Regions from separate parts of the Mus musculus genome. Here region 1 is linked to region 2. The links are chromatin contacts, called in public Hi-C maps. All regions are on one chromosome and are shown on one strand. The core of a region is the stretch at or near the end of the contact, and the rest is flanking DNA. Distances in the headings are between cores, read along the strand shown. Region 1 overlaps Cpeb3 (cytoplasmic polyadenylation element binding protein 3). Region 2 overlaps Ide (insulin degrading enzyme).

What was found. Hi-C and Micro-C count contacts between places; a contact is called where the count stands out from the background.
Region 1: a contact with region 2 is called in a Hi-C map of bone marrow-derived macrophages, with 25 read pairs. A contact is called at or near these places in 18 of 484 Hi-C or Micro-C datasets (the F1.1 cell line, the P5424 cell line, arterial endothelial cells and 12 more) and 4 of 130 datasets of targeted methods (the 230-238 cell line, the NIH/3T3 cell line, bone marrow-derived dendritic cells and 1 more).

The regions. Positions count from the first base shown.
Region 1 is chr19:37,046,004-37,052,466 of GRCm38.p6, forward strand. All of the region lies in intron 9 of Cpeb3 (cytoplasmic polyadenylation element binding protein 3), which reads right to left. Among named protein-coding and RNA genes, the nearest start is that of Btaf1, 120 kb to the left of the region's middle.
Region 2 is chr19:37,282,814-37,289,409 of GRCm38.p6, forward strand. Ide (insulin degrading enzyme) reads right to left here. Exons shown (of 25, transcript NM_031156.4): 16 at 5,285-5,395; 17 at 4,300-4,420; 18 at 2,393-2,484; 19 at 1,308-1,419. Among named protein-coding and RNA genes, the nearest start is that of 4931408D14Rik, 22 kb to the left of the region's middle.

The sequences.
Region 1 (6,463 bases), core at 1,243-3,742, 240 kb before region 2:
AGTGAGAAAATGATCTGGCACCAACTAGACCAAGAGTAAGTGGTATGGAAGGCCAAGCAGCAGGAAGCCATCCCAAGGGTCCCATTATTGTTAGAGTTACTGAGTCCCAACAGCTTGGGAGCACTGCTGGTTAAAGCCAAGTGGCTTGTGCTGCAGCTTCCAGCAGTACCTCGAAAAGCATTCACTTGCACAATGCAACAAGAACTGCACCTGTACCCTGAATATCAGAGGTCAGTGGTTCCTCACTCTTCATCCTCTGATGGTTTAAACTTTTCCTCATGTGGACGATGTTATTATGAACAGAAAGCAGGCTACTGAAGGGAGTATTGTAAATCATATCCATTAATGAATTTTTCTTGGAGAAATAATATGCAGGCCCAGGAAATTAGATACTAATTTTCCAAAGACCAGGTTTGCTGTGGAATAGGAAAGAGAGAAAACACTCCAGTGGCCAGGCAAAGAAAGCCAGAAAGGAATCAAACAGCATTGTCTTCTATACTAAGTACTCAAAAGGGTACCTGATTACAAAGGAGGCAAGTAGCTGGAAGGTTAAAGCTACTTGCTCTGGTTAAAGAGGAGTTAGACTGTTTCTACATGTGTTTCTATACCACAGCAGTCTCCAAAAGGGTTGTAAGGGTCCTGATTCCAGAAGTCTCTTTCCATTAGCATAAACATTCCACTACTTTGTGAATCTTTCAGTTGAAAGTCATCTTCATGTGCCAATGACTAGATCATGACTGGCATTACTGGCAGTGAACTATTTCTGATAAGAAGCAGGGGCTCTCATTCAATTATGCTTTTACAAAGCTATAGAAAAATAATAATTTCCACTCAGGAGCTATCCAGTCATTGTTGTGTGTATGTGCACGTGTGGTGTGGTATGTAGATCACAGAGGTTAACCTCTCAGGGGAGGGGGAGGCGCATTCCTCTGGAGCTCTCCACTTTGGCTTTGATAGAATGGTTTCTTACTGGGCCCTAAAGCTTGCCTGGTAGGCTGGTTGGCTGGCCATTGAGCCTCAAAGACCCTCCTAGCACTGCCTCTTCACTGCTGAGATTGAAAGCATCCATTACTGTGCCTGGGGTTCACTTGCTTGCGTGGGTTCTGGGGATCAAACTCTTGCTTTTGGATTGAGCTTTCTCCTGAATTCTACAGTATTTTCTTGGTCATCAAAATGTCTCTAGGTATTTGAGCAATAATGTTTTACTGAAGTGAAAGGCAATTTGTTAAAAGGCAAATAAAAGTAAAACAAATAAACAAACCCGAAATAGCTAAAGGAATAAGGTTGTTTTTGTTTTTTGGGGTTTTTTTTGGGGGGGGGGTTCCCTCAAGGAAACTGACAAATTTTTATCTAATTCATGGTTGGTTTTTTTGTTTTGTTTTGTTTTGGTTTTTTGTTATTTGTTTTTTGGTTTGTTTGTTTGTTTTTTTGGTGGGAGTGAGAGGTGAGGGGCTAAAAACCTTTTTTGTTGTTGTTGTTGTTCTCATGTAGCCCAGACTGGCTTCAAACTTTCTGTGTAATCTTAAATTCCTTATCCTCCTGCCTCTATCTCTTAAGTACTATGATCACAAGTATGTGCCACCACACCTAGCTTTAGTGGTCCCGAGGCCTGACCTCAGGGCTCTACCAACTGAGTCACACCCTCAGCTCTCCATGTCTATATTTTAACTGCAGTAAGTCTATGTTATGATCACCTTTGAAGAAAAGTAAACAATAAAAAGCAAACAACTGTTTACAATGGGCCGTCTACTCAACTCACAAGTCTTCCTGAACTCATACTGTGCTTAAAACCTAAAGTGATACCCCTTAACTACTAACCAGGGTTTCCAATATTCAACAGCAGTCACCTTTTCAGTAAGTAATCCCTTTTCAATAATTTTAATACTAAAAGAAAGCAGAAAGAGAAACTTAAATCCATCCTGTACTGGATGGGTGACTAACAGAAGCAGAATAATACACTTCTCTTAAGTTCTACAAATCTCCATTCTGTGAGTTCCCCATTTTTAGTATTTATTTTTATTTGTATGTGTTGCAGAGACTAGACGAAGGTGTTGAAACTCTTGGATCTGGAAGTGCTAGGCACCTGTGAGCCACCCAGTGTGGGTGCTGGGACTTGAACTCTGTCCTCATGATTGAACAGCAAATGTTCTTAAGTGCTCGCTGAACTATCCCTCCAGCCCCAAGTTTTCCTTTTCTTTTTTTAAATAGAGGATGTAAGTTTACCAGAAATGTTGCGACATACAATTACTTTAGAGGCTAGGCTTAGAAGTTTCTCTACATCGAGTATCGTTCATGAACACAGGAGAGTCCTGCAAATGCCCCTTCCTTCTGACGAGAGGAAAGCAAGGGTGAAAAGACAGGCTACCGTTCTGACTTTCTGGAAGGGAGAAAGGAAAGCAAGACAATCAGTAATTGTTTAGACAGACAACTAAACCTTCATGGATTCCTTCATCTGGGTCTGCACAAACGAACCATAACCTTGCCGTGAAAACTGAGTCTTCAACCAAGGGTATGTCCTATTGAGTAAGCCTATGAGAGTGAATCCTCAGCCTGAACCTCCTTCAGTAGAGTGGATAGGATAATTCCCTGGAGGACAGTAAGAAACATTAACCTAAGGAAGATGTGGGCTCAAGAACCGAGCATACAGAGTGTGGCGTCTACATGGCGGTTATGTAGGCAACAGGGAAGAGTCTACAAGGAAGTGCCTCAAACCACTTCTGACCACTCCCAGTGTTCTCAGAGTCTGCCTGGTCACCAGAAAAGTGAGAAGCCGGCAGGATTCATAGATGTGTGTGAGGGCATACTGCATTTTAGACCATATGCTCATATCACTTCATGGTCAGCTTCCATAGTAGCAGCAAGAGTACCGTGAGCCCTGTTCCCGTGATGGCTCCCACTGAGCTTCATTGTGTCACACACCAGAGAGGGAAGCAAGAGTAATGTAGCTGTGGGAAGCATACAGTTCTCATGAACTCCATTTTGTGGTGACTATACTTCTGAAGTTGAATCTGAACCCATCATGGTTCCCTGGATCGGCTCCTGATTCTTTAGAGATAAGAAAAAACCTTTAGTTCACCAGAAAGGAAGTCTTGCTGATTCTCCCCACTCCCATCTGCCTTGGGGTTCTGTTCCTCGTGTTTAGTTGCTGTTCAAAGCCAGCCTGAAGGGCAGTGTCTAAGACTGGAACACCGAGAACCAAGTAGGGCGGCAGAGGAATGAGGATCCCCGTGACCCGGAAGTCCACTTTTTCTCTTTGGAGATAACACATAAAACGGGCAGGAACAAGGCATGAAGCCCCTCAGGACGACAAGGCAATCCTGGCTTCTGGAAGGAAGGAGCATGAACATTCTGGGCTTCCCATAATCTTTATGCTAGTTCACGAGGGGTCAAGAGGAGGCATGTTCAGACCTTTACTCTGTCAGATGAACCCCAAAACATTTTTAGATGGATGGCATTGAAGCACTCAGTCAGAAAGGGAACTTTAATTTCACTAAATCAAACTGGTGCCAAATTGCTCCTTTAACTAGCCGCCCTCCCAGATCTTCCCTGGATAAAACAGTTTTCATCAGCACAGAAAGCCTGGAGCTGAAGCACAGAAACAAGAAAGACTTGACACGCTACTTGAATAATGGCTCCTACTTTCTAAAATGCCAAGTCTACTGCTTATAGCCTCTCAAGGTCATCATAAATGTGAATGGTGAATGAGCCGGCTCCAAGCACACAGCTGAGAACACAGTGACACCTGACTGCTTCGTTTTGTTTCCTCCCTGCTTGTAAATCTTTGCTTTGAATTAAGCTGGCTTCCTCTCTGCTCTATAAACATCAGTTCATCCTAGCCTAACTTTGGCTTTCTGCTGGCTCAGTCTGTAGTGGATATGACAATGTCTGACAGGATCTGTAGACAAAAGGTTTGTTTGGGAAGAAGAGGTGGAACACATACCAGCATTACAAAGTCCTTGGCTTTACAAGCACTTCAAACCTGGAGTTTATTTGGTCACTTCAGACTGAACTTGGGACTGGATGAGAAACGTCTACTGCTGAGAAACTTGATATTCAGCACTTTTGGTCATCTACCACCTCACAGAACAGAAAGGGATATGGTGACAAGTCAGAATGCGATGCCATCCCCAGCTCAGGTGAACTGCCAGAACATTTGTGCAGAATGTCTGCACCACATGAACGTGAGACACATTGAGATGTAGACTCTCTCCAGCATTTATCTGGACATAGAAGCCATCATACGGCATTGGGGGTAGGGAGAAGAAAACTTCAAGATCTGCCATGGACTATTAGCAGGGTGAAAAAGAAAGGAAAGGGGAGAATGGTCAGAGCAATAGTCAACGAAGAACAAAGAAGCCATAATAGAGACGCCGTAATAGAGACACCATAAAAGGCTCTTGGAGCTCAAGGCAGCAGCCTCTCCAGACGCCGCCGCTCTGCAAGGCCAAGTCTGATCAATGCTGGAAGAAGTCATCAAGTGAAGAGCATGGTTTGAAAGAAGAGATTCCAAAGCTTAGTTACTTTAGTGGTCCCCAAATCAGACACCTAAATCAAGAAGACGGAATGAAAGAAGCGCACATGCGAATGAAGTCGAGAGCATTGGGGAGCGAGATGGTTCAGTCTCCTCCACTTGGTCCCTTCACAACCCTCAGCCTGACACTGACTTACTGTCTGAGTGAAGAGGTGTGCAGGCGTGTGTGTACTGGAGATGAGATGTCCTAATGCCGTAGGGCTTTTCCTGAATGGGCATTCAGGAAAAGATGTTACTCCTATCACATGGCCAAAGGTCAGCATATGGTTGTCTCTGTAGCCAGCAGAAAAGCAAACTGCTTAGTTCTTTTGTAGACTCTAAAGAATATGCAAACTTTAGCCACATGGGGGCAGGATGGATCTACCTACAGCTTTCTTCCCCCTCAAGGTGAAAGGCATCCAGATCTAAGAAACACCAGATTTGGAGCAGTCACTCTTAGCTTGCTGCTGTTACTCATAGGAGTAATAGAAAGGGGGCAAGAGATGAGAGTGATGTGCACTGACCTCTACCTACAACTGATGGATGAGAAATCTCATCCAGATATGCTCTTCATTGGGTTTCTCCATGCTCAGGTTAGTTTCGATAGGCCTGTGACTTCCCTTACCAACCTGACCTGGGTATGACGGTTCACACCTGGCAGGAGGATTATGAGTTTGGTGACACACAGTCACCAGAGTAAGAACTGTCTCAAAATAAATAAATAAATTAAAAAATAAATAAAATTTTAAAAAGATAAAAAGATTTTGTCAAAGAGTAGGAATATTTAATTAGATGGATACCCTCAGCCCATTCAGGACAGTACTTGCTTCTTAGAGGACTTTCTATTAGGATGGATACAGGCTAACTTTAGGAAACCGATCAGTGATCACAGTCCCTATCTCACAATGTCAAAAGTAAAGCAAACAAGAACCTCAAAGGAGCTAAAGGAATAGTGTAGGTGGGGCATTCCAATCACTCTGACGTGTTAAAGGACAGGTTTCGGCCAAGGATAAAGTGAAATTTATCCCAACAGCCAAAGCCTGACCTACTGAGTGAGGCCCAGGGAAGGACTTTAGAATACTTTGTAAAGAAAGCACTCATCGCCTGGAGAGTGGCTTGGGGTTAGGAGCACTGACTGCTTGTGCAGAGGACCCGGGTCTGCTTTCCCAGCATCCATGTCACATGACTGAAGCACCTGTGCCTCCAGCTCGGCCCTCGGCCCCCACAGGCACCCGTGAGCATGTGCTGCTCAAAAACTCTGGCAGGCACAATAAACAAATAAACAAACAACAAACCTTTTAAAAAGTCCAATATTTCAAGACCAAATTTCAAAATCTTAAAGAATATATATGACTCAGTCTTCGACTGTCAATATGTCTCTTGTGTTCTGCTCTGAAAACTTTGGTTTCCTATATAAAATTTCCTGTTTAACACAACAGTGAGATACTCACTCAGTTCAGGATGGCACACCCTGGCTTATCTATTAAACAGTGGGCTTCCTATCCACCTAGCTACCAGCTGCCCTCTAGAAGTACTGTCAAGTGTGCTGAGGGACACTTCCAGAAGACCGAGTGACTAGATCTCTGTTATATAGCCACCAAAACAAACCAATTAAGACAAAAATAGCTAACTTAAAAAAGAAAAGAAATCCAAGAAAAAAGAAAAGAAATTCAATCCTAATTATAGGTATATTCTCTAGGCAAAGAACACAAATCTTATTTCTGATTAGATACCTGGATATAATTCTTTTTAAAATACTTCCCCCGCCCTGCACTCCGAGAAGGCTTGTTTGAGCTTACTATGCAGCTAAGGATAATACTGAGCTCTTGCTCCTCCTGCCTTCTTCCAAACACAGGGATTGCAGAGATGTCATTCTTGCCTGATCCTAGAGCTTGCAGCATCCTGCTGATATTTAACACTGGGTACAATGTAGCTTATAAGCTGCGCTTCTAG
Region 2 (6,596 bases), core at 923-3,422:
AGAGCAAATGGCCAAATACCCATGACCTGAAACTTCCAAAACCGTGAGTCAAAATTAGCTGTTCCCCACATCCTATACTGGGTATTTTGTCATAGCTGTATGACAGGCCAGGGGAGAGAACAGAGTATAGACACAGGCCCTGTGACGTGGGTCAAGGAACATGGACAGTGCAGACACGGGGAACACCAACAGTGACGAATGTCCTGAAGTGTCAAAGTTCTTATTCTTGTTTACTATGTCCCCACTACCGTTCCACACTGAAACCATGTTCACTGAATTTCTGTATTCAAAGAAGCCACTGTTAATATAACTATGACCTAACATTATAAATCTCAACATATAAAGCATTTCCTTATGCTGTCTCCTTATAAAAACATAAGGAATATGTTCTTATCTGCATTTGTGACTGTTCTAAAAGTACTCCTGCCAACGATTCCAAGTGAGTGCTATGATCTCAGTGCAGCTTAGTTTTCCTCAATTTTTACTTTTGGCGACAGAGTCGCATATTCCAGCTGGCTTCTAACTCATTATCTTGGTTTATCATTCTCCTGCCTCCACCTCCAAGTGCTGAGATACAAGCACGTACCACGCCCACCTTCGTTCTGTGCTAGGCAAGTACTCTACCAGTTAGACCACATCTCTAGCCCAGATTTCTTTTTTTAGCCTGCAAGTTACCTTGTAGCCCAGCTTGCCCTTGAACTCAGAGAGATACAACTGACTCTGCATCCCAAGTGCTGGGACTAGTGGAGCACATCACCAAGCCCCACAAGATTTATTTTTGTGTGTGATATGTGTATGTGTGTGTGTGTGTGTGTGTGTGTGTGTGTGTGTGTGCACGCGCACGCACGTGTGTAGCTGTGCTCATGAATGTAGGCACCTATGGAGGACAGAGGGTATCAAGATGCCCTCAAACTGGAGTGAGTTATAGGTGGTTTTAAGTCCCCAAAATGGATGCTGGGAACAGAAGTCAGGTCCTTTCCAGGAACAGCGCATGCATGACCTCACCCGCTTAGCCATCTCTCCAGCCCTCACAATTCATATCTCATTAGCTGTATGAGAGTTTTATTCTCTGACTCCTCTATACGCAAGTACTAGACAATTCCAATGTCAATCTCCTCTAAATTACTGCCTGCCTTCACGTATATGGCTCACCAATCAGGGAAATTCTGGCAAAATCACCTACTTGTAACCATATTTCTATAAACGAGGCTTCCTGTAGATCTCTGACATGAAACCATATATTATTTCCAAGCACACTCAACTCATTGTAATTATGCCACATTGTAATACAGCACATTTCAACTTACTGTCAGGGAGCTGGACTTCTCTGTACCGGACTAGCTGACTTGGAAGGAGAGGTTTGGTGTGAGCATGCTCGATAAGAGTGTCTTCTACCATCTGCATAACTCCTAAGGCAGCCTGGAGGAAAGGAAATGCCATAGTGTATTATAAAAACCACAGTACATCCTGTCTTGTGAAAATCAATACAGCCTACTGGATTGCCCATTACAATAAACAAAAATATATGTTCCTAAAAACGGACTTTAGGGCTAGAGAGACTGCTCTTCCATAGGTCCTGAGTTCAATTCCCAGCAACCACATGGTCGCTCACAACCATCTGCAATGTGATCTGACGCCCTCTTCTGATGTATTTGAAGAGAAGACAAATACAGTGTACTCATATACATAAAATTAATAAATAAATCTTTTTTAAAAAGCCAGTCTTAAAAAACCCCAACAGATTTTAAACATTAAATTCATTTAATCCTTTCCAAATGGATAAAAACTGAGTTTGTCAATCAGTACAGTAGTAGTGAAAAGAGAGAGAGACATCTAAGCAACTATCCACATAGTGCTGACACAGGGACTAAAGGCCTTTCTAAAGATGGAGAGGTACTGGGAAGGAGACATTAGCTCCATGTCAGTGACCTTGACCACAGAAGCCGGAACAGAAAAGATACTCGTGAGTATGCATTGTGAATTAAACCACAACGAGCAAGCATCTGAGCCTAGCATGTTGTTCTGGGGGACATATGGAGTGGTCGCGAGTCCAGGCCTGTGATCTGCAGAACAGACGAAATACATTTTCATAAGATTGCATGTCTAGTATACAGCAGTGTCGGGGTTTGCAGGTCCTGATTTCTGCATTCTGAGAGACTGCACCGGGTAGGGGTAATCAGTTTCACTTCTTCTCTGGCTGTATAGGCCAGGCCAGCCACGAGCCTAAGTTAACTATCATAATTCTATTTCTCACATGTCCTTCCGACCTGCTTCCTGAGAAAGCTGAGTTAATTCTAATGTGTTTAGCATTGTGCTGGTTAGGTCTTGAGAGAGAATAGAGGAAATAATCTTACAGTGGTCTACAAAAGCCTGCTAGAACTTCACCTCGTACCTGCTTGGTTATGTTTCCATGGAGAAGTGCTTCAATATGCAGCCGTGACAGCAGCTGAGGTATGAAGGCCTTAAGTCGGGGGAGGGTAACATCTGAAAGAGTAAGAAATAGGATGATCTGTGTATAAATATAAAAACAAAGCTTTGTATCGGAAAGAGTTTCAGATTTATAGAAGACTTGTAAAAATACTAGTGTTCCTTTATATCATTCACCCAGTTTTGTCTAATATTATCATCTTTCAATAACTTTAATAGGATTATCAAAGCCTAAGCAAGCAATACTGACAGACACTTTTTTCAAGGTTCTTTAGCTCAAACCCGAGGCCTTGTACGTGCTGGGCAAGCACTCTCTCACTCAGCTGCACTCCCAGCTGCTACACATTGCTAACCAGAGATGAGGCTTTATTAGGATTTTTAAAGGTTTTTGTTGTTTGTTGTTTTGAAACAGTGTCTCACTGTGTTGCTCTGGCTGTCCTAGAACTTGCTAGTTAGACCAGGCTGTCCTTGAACACCACAGGATCTACCAGTCTCTGCACCATAGTACTGGGATTAAGGTATGTTCCACCAATCCTGGCCTTGGACTTCATTACTACACTAATACCCTTTTTTCATCCAGGACTTATCTCTACTCCTATATTGTAATTACCTGTCACACACCCTTCCTGTCTCTCACTGGAGAGTTCCTCAGAACTCCTTTACTTATCTAGGGTCATCTCAAGGTCATGTATGTAACAGTAGGGAGGTGCACTAGGGAGGCAATGCCCATCAAACATCTGCACAGGCATGTGTCACGGCACTGGATATGTTACAACAAACTGCTTGGCTACGGTGGTGTCTGCCAGGTGCTTTCATTGTAAGCATACTGCTCTACTCTGGGTAGTAACGGAGTAGGGTGTACATGTTCCACATGCAACTTGGAAGTGCCCACCACCAAAAACTATCAAAGTCAAATTTTACCATTATAATTAATAAATACCTGTTGGAAGAAAAAAGTTGAGACTATATAAATATACAGATTTCCCTCAAATTTTTAAATTAAAAATTTTTACACTATTCATCCATCCATCCATCCATCCATCCATCCACCCACCCACCCATCCATCCATCCATCCATCCATCGATCCAGTGTGTGGTGGTCCAGGGTGGAGAGAGAAGCTCATGCATGTGGTAGTGACAAATGTACGGGTGGGAGCGTGGGGGTGTGGGAAGGACAACATACAGCGTCAGTTCAGTCCTCCTACCACACGGGAATCCAACTCAAGGCATCAGGCTTGGTGGCCAGCACATTTACTCTTCGAGTAATATCACTGACTGGATTTCCCTCGAATTTTTACTAATTTTAGCATCTGTAGGTGGCACTGCTGTGGCAATTGTTATTACAGTATCCCAACAGTAAGTTCTCTACCACTCCCATTCCTTTTTCACATATTGGTCCTTCTTTAGGAACTTATTAAGTTAATTAATTAAAAACCTAATAGGTCAGGCATTTTATAGATACTGTTTTTCAATCCAAAAGTATGTGCAACTATCTTAATTTTAAAGGTTACACACACATGCATGCACGCACGCACCCGCACCCTTGGAGTCTTATCTAAGTCTAAAGTCTTACTTAAAGCCACTGAGCTGCAAGTCACTGCAGAACTGGAACATGGTCCACTCCCACTGTGTTGCCTTGGGGATCTCTTCTCTAACCCTCACCTGCTCTGTCTCCATCGAAATGAACTTTTGACTTGTGCTTCTCAACCATGGCCCTGACCCAGAAATCCTCTAACTGACCACTGCTTTATCTATAGGCAGGGCTGGGTGTGTGTACAGTTGGTAAATGGACCATACTGAGCTGTGAGGCTCTTACCACCCACCTCAGACAATGAAATGACTACGGTAGAAAATGAAGTAGAAGAGGCTCACCGTCAAGGGCTTCTTTTAGCTCATCTTTAGTCCAGGCCACTTCAGTCATCAGCAAGCGGAGGTAGTACATGGCATGCTGGTGAGGCTGCTCAGCCCGGAAGTTATTAAGAGATCGCATATACTAGGGAGGGAGAACACAGGTTCATTAATTTTCAAAGTCGACTGGGAAAATCAGCTACAATCCAATTTCTTTTACATAAGCTATATCACTGGAACGCAACGATATCTGCGTTTTTCTCTTCTATAGAGTTTCTACCCTTCTCTGGTTCTTAAACTAAAGGCCATGCATTTTCATCGCCCAGGCCACATCTTCCCCTCTAACATACATCTGCATGCCTCCACTAAGGGACACCTTGCGTGCCTTAGAAAGTAAGCCCCAGTCTGCAGGGATCCTCAGATACTGCACAGCATCAAAAAGTCTCCATTAGCAAGTAACAGGGGTAGTAGCTACTGAATGTCCAACTAAAATTCTTCCAGCAGGCAGCCCTCTGTCTGAGATGAAGGCTGGGAGGAAAACTGTAAGGAGTCTCTCACTGGAGTTTCCCCCAGATCCAGAACTGCAGCCATGGTAGATTTGAAGCTGACAGTCAGGTGTATAACTAGTGGGTTCAGCTTTCTGAGTAGAAAACAAGATTTATCAAAGATGGCATAAGATAACTGCATCAGGATCATGAAGTTTTAAAAAATTTTTATCCTCTCTTCATTATTAGCAATTTTTATAATATGAGAATATAGGGTCTGGAGAGCTGGCTCAGTAGTTAAGAGTATTGCCTGCTTTTCCAGATGACCAGGGTTCAATCCCCAGCACCCACATGGAAGCCCACAACTGTCTGAAACTCCAGTTCAAGGGATCTGAAACCTCACACGGACATATATGACGGCAAAACACAAATGTACATGAAATAAAAATAAATAAATTACTTTTTAAAAATACGGCAAGATAACTGAATTAAGAAAAATTATAAAAGCAAGTTACAAGACTTACGGCCTCTTTGATAATTTCAAATCTCTTCTTATCAATCTCAAAAGTAGCCATTTTCTCGGTGATCTTCTTCAGCAAAATTGGCTGTTTGTCATTGTAACCTTTCACTGAGAGCTATGAAAAGAGGTGAAGGTATTAAAACATTTCAATAGCTTCATCTTAAGCTTGATTTTAAAAACACTTTGAAAATGCCAATACTAGGTATATTAAGTAGAAAATGAGACAAGGAACTCAATAAACTTAATTTAACACTAGTCATCTTCGTATTAAACAACAGCTTTTCCCAAATAAAGTCAATAGTAGGTAAACTCCCCTGAGGCCTAACTATAATGGCACCTACCATATCACAACATTCATGTTCTCACATTTGTGGAACTTAATTACAGTCTTAAGTTTTGTCTTTTTCTTTCTGGTATTGGAGACTGAACTCCAGGGCCATGCTAAGTATATGCTTCGCCACAGAGCAACACTCAAAGCCCTGAAGTTGGTCTTAAGAAAGACTCTCTAGTGAACAGCTTAACTAATACTTTTTAATGGAGGTAGTGAAGAGACAAAACCCCCAGAGACTGTTACCTAGCTGGCTACTGGACACATCCCGAAACTACTTAAAATCTTTAAATAAGCAGCTCGGACTGGAAGATCCAGAAGCGAGGCGGCTCCCGGTTGGGGGCCAATCTGGTTTACTCAGCCAGTCCCAGGCTTGTCACACAGCAAGACCCCATCTCAACTTCCTGCCTCAAAGGGGAGGAAAAAAAAAACATGTCCTCTTTGGAAAAGTCAGGCAGCCCTAGTTGTATTCCATAGCCTAATGCTGCTGTCATTCTGTGTTATCCAACAAGGAATCGCAATCCTAACTACCTGCTTTTTTAGGAGTTCTGCTGATGTTCTAAAAGCCAACGGCAAATAAATTTGTAGGGAAGATATCTGTATATACTGTGAGGATTTCTCCTGAGAATCGATTACTTTATCAGCCTCAGAAAGCCTCAGATCCGGAGAGCACGGAAGAGGAAAGGCCATAATTACATCTGTGTGTGTAGCACGTGGAACAACACAGGATACACTGCAAGAAGAACTGCCCCGTGAGGTCCCTGAGAGGCAGGAGCCGCAGCTGGAGCAAAGATCCCTGACCACAGAAAGCATGCTGTGGACCGCATGAACTACAACTGTCAGGAAGCCACTTATCACAAGTATATGCTAGTACGCTGTGAGAGGCACTAGGGATAAACAAACTAGACAATTACTTGTGGTTCACGTTGACTTTTGAGTCTCAACCTGTAGAATCTATTCTTACACATAAAACAACATCTACCTGAAA